2 separate regions of the Triticum aestivum genome follow, and region 2 is linked to region 1. The links are chromatin contacts, called in public Hi-C maps. All regions are on one chromosome and are shown on one strand. The core of a region is the stretch at or near the end of the contact, and the rest is flanking DNA. Distances in the headings are between cores, read along the strand shown.

Evidence for each region. Hi-C and Micro-C count contacts between places; a contact is called where the count stands out from the background.
Region 2: a Hi-C map of leaf shows a contact between it and region 1, with 4 times the contacts expected there. The contact joins the promoter of LOC123157032 here to the promoter of LOC123162824 in region 1. A contact is called at or near these places in 4 of 5 Hi-C or Micro-C datasets (leaf and an unstated tissue).

The regions. Positions count from the first base shown.
Region 1 is chr7B:84,110,384-84,113,083 of IWGSC CS RefSeq v2.1, forward strand. LOC123162824 reads left to right here and starts at 1,251. Exons shown (of 3, transcript XM_044580581.1): 1 at 1,251-1,503; 2 at 1,654-1,830; 3 at 1,952-2,366. The coding sequence starts at 1,477. The coding sequence ends at 2,170. It overlaps LOC123162823 (putative transcription elongation factor SPT5 homolog 1), which reads right to left. Exons shown (of 22, transcript XM_044580580.1): 22 at 2,652-2,700.
Region 2 is chr7B:84,373,617-84,376,398 of IWGSC CS RefSeq v2.1, forward strand. It overlaps LOC123157032 (probable tyrosine-protein phosphatase DSP2), which reads left to right and starts at 1,515. Exons shown (of 5, transcript XM_044575255.1): 1 at 1,515-1,915; 2 at 2,015-2,108. The coding sequence starts at 1,626.

The sequences.
Region 1 (2,700 bases), core at 1-2,500:
GCGCTCACAAACGGACGCGGATCCACGCGTGTGGCGAGATGCAAACGCCCACACGTGTGGGCGTTAGTGTTTTTAATAAAAATCGTACCTAGTGTTGTTATTAAATCTACAGCCGGGTCACCTGCAAAAAAATCTACAGCTGCGCACTTCGAACCCGCCTCAAATGTTTAGATGGACGGCCCGATCACTGACCGTCCCAAAAAAGTGACTCGGGTGGCTCCTCAAACGTCCGGCTTGACTGGCACCCTTCACATCCTGCCCAAATCTGAGGCGGATATGGGGCGTCCGGGCGCGCCCGCCACATCGGACTGACGATTGGGTCCCGCAGAAAAAACGCTCTGAAACCCGATGATCCGGAACGTGTCTCCTCCGTTGGACCGATAGCACCGTGTGGTGCCACTCCGGTAGGTCACGTAATGCCTAGCCCGGCTATTTAAGCCAACCGCCGGCACCAAAATCCTACCCGTCTGTCCAAATTTCCTCCTCTCGCCCGCCATCGCCGCCACTTTCCACTCGCAGTCCACCAACAATAGTTGCCAACCCCCAACGCCGTCGGGTAAGGAGCTACCCATATCTAACGCCAGAGCACCGGCTGCAGCTCCTTGAGCAGATCCGGTCAATGCGCGAAGCCCAAATCGCCGCGGGGCTACCTCCGAACGCGGTGGATCCGAAGTAGGACTTGGAGGAGAAGGAGGATGAGGTTCAGGAGGAGTAGGAGCCGGAGGAGGATTTGGGGACGCTGGGGACGCAGATATGCAGACGAAGTAGCAGGCGATCCTCGATTCCCTCCGGTTAGAATTGGATGCGGAGGACAGACGCCATCGTCGGCAGGAGGTGGAGGCGGAGCACGCCGCGTAAGTCGACAAGATGATCGCGTATATGGATGAGAAGGAGCTGGAGCCCTCCTACGTGCCCGTCCACCCGGTGCCCGACATCGACGCCGTGAACATCTTTGACGATGAATCATAGCTAGGTGTGGTAATACATAGTTCGGTTTATATGGATCTAAGAAATGAAATATGAAAGACTCGGATGGAAAAGAGCAAATTTAAAACCTGACCGGTCGTGGACGCGTCGGTGGGTGTACGTTGCCGACCGCCCCGGCCACCGGGGACTCGATCTCATCAGAAGGCTCCACCGCGCGCCTTTCCGTCCCCCAAATCCGATCTACCTCGGTAAACCCGCAAGCGAACTAGACACGGTACAACACAACCAGCCCGCACAAAAAGTAGCCGTTGCCTTTTTTCCCCAAATCTCTCAAGCTGCCAGCCGAGACGGCGAGACCCATACCATAAACAAGCCTATTACGCGCTCCCGGTTTCAAACGGTCAAACCACCACGGAAAAGGAAACGAACCACCCCCGAAAGGCTCCCCCGTGCCAAATCCACCGCCGCAGAGTAAGGAAGGATCCGAAAAAGATCTTCGGGGCGCGGAGACAGAGGAGGGAGCGCGTGTGGGGAGAGAGCAAAAGGGGAATGGTCGAGATCGCCGCGCGCTTCATGGTACTTCGAACTCGAGATCTCCTCCCCCATCTCCGCCTCTTTCCATCTGCCCCGCCTCCTCCGCGCGATTGGGTTTCCTTCCTTGGGCTTCCGCTTCTCTTCGCCCGATTTCCGTTGGTTTTGACTCTCTGCGCTGCGCCGGGCCTGTAGGATAAGGTCGAGGAGCAGGCGGTGGCCGCGGCGGCGGCTGCGGCGGATGACGACGAGGATGCCGCCGGGAGCGTGGACGGCGACGAGGTGGAGATGGAGCCCGTGGAGCCCATGCCGGAGCCCCCCGACGACGCCGGCCCCGTCTGCTGGCCCATGCCGGACTTCTGCCCTCTCACGGTGAGCGCCGGGCCTGCGTTCGTTGCGGTTGGATCGAACTTGTGAAATCGGAAACGAAATTGATGTCCTACCTTCCTCTCTCTCTCTCTCTCTCTCTGTCGGTGACGTTTGGTCGTATCAGATCGACGGGACGGTGAAGGAGTCCTTCCTGGAGACCCTTCGGAAGGAGAAGGAGGCGGAGGAGCTGCTCGGGGAGGCCGAGCCGGAGCCGACGCCCAGCCCGGACTCGCGGCCGTCGAGCAGCAAGCGCCAGCGCGCCGTCGCCGGGTCGCCGTCGTCCAGGAGCCCGTACAGCAATCTCCTCCAGGTGTTCCAGCAGTGCAAGCAAGACGTTGCCTGAGGCCGGGAGGAGCACAACCACAGTACAGGCCGTGATGTCTCGGCTGCAGTTTTTCCTTTCCTTGCGTACGTACAATAATATACCGATCTGTTCTTTACGACTTTGCTCTGGTGTAAGCTCCAGGAGATAGCAGTTTTTTGTTCTTGTGTACAAATGGGATACGAACCTCACAAATACAGAACGCCATTATCATCGAGTCTGATTTTGGGATGCTACTTTGGCGATGTATACATCTTCTCACTTGATAGAAGAGAATGATCTATTTTTATTTTTGAAACGGAGACAAAAAAAAAATTATCTCATCGATTTTAACGGAGACAAAAAAAAATCTCATCGATAAAAACCCTTTGACCGCGCAGTCAACCCGACAAACACTCTGAATGCACCACAAACATGAACCCGCCACGCCTCTACATTTCAAAGGAAACCCCAATAATAACACCACGACTGAAGACGACGGACACCACCAAATCCATAGATAGAAGAGAATAATGGAGAACATTTCCCTCATGGTTTTTTTTTCTATTGAT
Region 2 (2,782 bases), core at 265-2,764, 260 kb after region 1:
TTGCGAACCCTTGGCAATTCTTCTATTTTTTTTGTTCAAACATATGATTATCCCGAGCTTGTCTATGGAATATGATGTGGTATGAGCATTATCCGTCTAAATCATATTCGATAATATTTGGATGTCAAAAATCTCTTAACATATCCTATAAAACCAGGTTCAGAAACGGGTTGGGTCGAAAATTTTCCTAACCACTTGCACCCTTATTTTTCTACAACAATTTAGGATTAATTAATGATGTGCAAATTAGGTGAATAAGATTGATAACAAATTCTAGCAACTGATATTGGCAAAGCTGTAGAACGAAATACGTCTCCATCATGCTATAGGTTACATCAACGCATTAGACATGGATAGATTACCGCAACACCTTATCTTCACGCCTTCTGACATTTTTGTCGTTTCCCGTGCACAACATCGTCCACCATTTCACCGACACTTCATCGCACTATCTGTGATAGCCCGCACAAGATTTAAATAAGAAATATGACAAGTTTTGAGCGAATATGCCTGTAATTTGTTGTCAGGAAAGCACAGTGCCCAAGCTAATGTATAATGATGCACCAGTACATAACACATGGTTTTATCGTTAGTGTTGAAGGAGTATAATATGTATGTTATGTTGGCTTCATCATGGAAAATGGAACAAAAATTGCGATACACGAACCAAAGTAAGAATAGTAATAATGATGACAAGTCATACATCTCTTTCTTGTTATACAGTTTCTAATCACATCTCTAGCATGACTCAGCATGTAAGTGGATCTTACGTACATTTCGCTAGAGATGGACAATGATGTGCATTGAAAACTGTTGACATCTTGACAAGCTCGTAGTACACGCAGCTGGAGTGGCAATAAGATACGTTTGACATCAATGATCGGGCTATCATGATCCCTGCTATTGATCATCAAAGGGATATGATGAGAGTTCCGCCCATACTGCGAAGGACAAACAAATTTACACTTATAGTGTAGCCTCGGTAAGACGATTTCAACATTTCTGTGGGTGCTCGGACAATTTTCCCGGGTCAGCATAATGTATTTTTTAAACAGAGAAATAACAGAGTCTCATCTAACTCCTACAATATTTGCTTAACCAAACAAAAATCCTGGCGAATCCCAACGTAAAATTATATGGTGTAGTAGTTAGATGAGACATAATTATTTCACTTCTAGATGAGAGTAGACACATCCTTTTTAAAAAACCTTTGGTATAGTCTGTTGAACCAACACAGTCTTTCTCATGATTAAATCATCAGGATATAATTTTATTATAGAATTAAACTACATCGCACATGAATAATGGAGCCAATTGTGGTAGACACTCTAGATGTCATAACACACATTAAATCACCTCCTTATCCTAAAATTTCACCTTTCCTCATCAATCATCATCACACTTTTTTCTTGGAGTTCCCTTCCTCCAATTACCCACCTTTCCCCCCTCTTGCAACCTTTTGGAGTTTCCCTCTCTTCCTTCCTTCATCTTGTGCTATAAATAACCTCTTCCTTCCAGTTAGGCCATCACACCCACACCGCTCAAACCATCACGCACACAAAGCACACCCATCTCGTTGCAAATTGACGGTTCTGCCCTTGCCCCGTGCGAAACCGGAAGCCATCATGAAGCTGGAAATCATGCCCAGGCAGAGGGCCCTGGAGGCGGGGCAGCGGGAGGAGGCCATGGAGATGAGCGGCCTCGAGCTGTGGAAGCACGAGAAGCCCCCCAAGATCTTCCCCATGCCCCCGCCGCTGCCGCCGCTGCTGGCGGCGCCGGGGGCGGGGGGCTACGACGAGGCCACGCTCGTGCCGCCGCTCAACTTCGCCATGGTCGACGACGGCATCTACCGCTCCGGCTTCCCGGCCGCCGCCAACTTCCGCTTCCTCAAGTCCCTCAACCTCCGCTCCATTGTGTGAGGATCTCCCCGCCTCTCTCTGCTCCGCGCGCCTGCAATTATTGCGCTGCTCGTGTCCTGTCACGTGGTTCTGACGTCCGTCGGCTCATCGCTCAGGTACCTCTGCCCGGAGCCGTACCCGGAGACCAACACGGAGTTCCTCGAGAAGAACGGAATCAAGCTCCACCAGTTCGGAATTGAGGGCCGCAAGGTAACCAAACACGAACAATCTGGCTTGCGTTTATGAAATTCTCTTCTACGTGTTTCTCTTGATGGCAATTCTTGGGGAAGGTAGAATCGCAGCTTGTAGATAGATAATCATGAATACTTTCCGGTAGATACGAGAATTGCTTGCCAAGAACCGAGGTCGTTGATCATGTCGCTATTACGCGTCCTAGATTAGTACGTACTCGCCTAGGTGGCTCGGGGGAGAATCCAATGCATCACTGGCTGGATTTTATTTGTTATCATCTGACTTGCCTAATAGGCGCATCTATCTCTTTTCTCCTACCACTAGCCTGGGGATTTTTCAAGTTTTACGCCACATCGGCGGTGGTCCCTTTCAGCATTGGTTTGATTAATCGACCCAGCTGCGCTGCTGATTTTAAACAACAATTTTCCCAATATTCCCAATGGTTTCTAATTGGTTTGCTCCTGTGATAACAAGTCTGGTAGTGAGTGTGCATAGTTCACAAAGCATCTCCATTATCCCCTTTCATTTATTTTCTTAGTTTTTCTTTTCTTTTTCTTGTTTGAGTGATATTTTCGCTATTTCTGCAAAGTAGGTAGCTCATGGACTATTTGTTTTTTTTTCTGATTTTTTTTTTTTGCAAGAAGGACACAATTTATTCGGTACAGGAATTTTCTTGTATAGGCTTCAGTGTG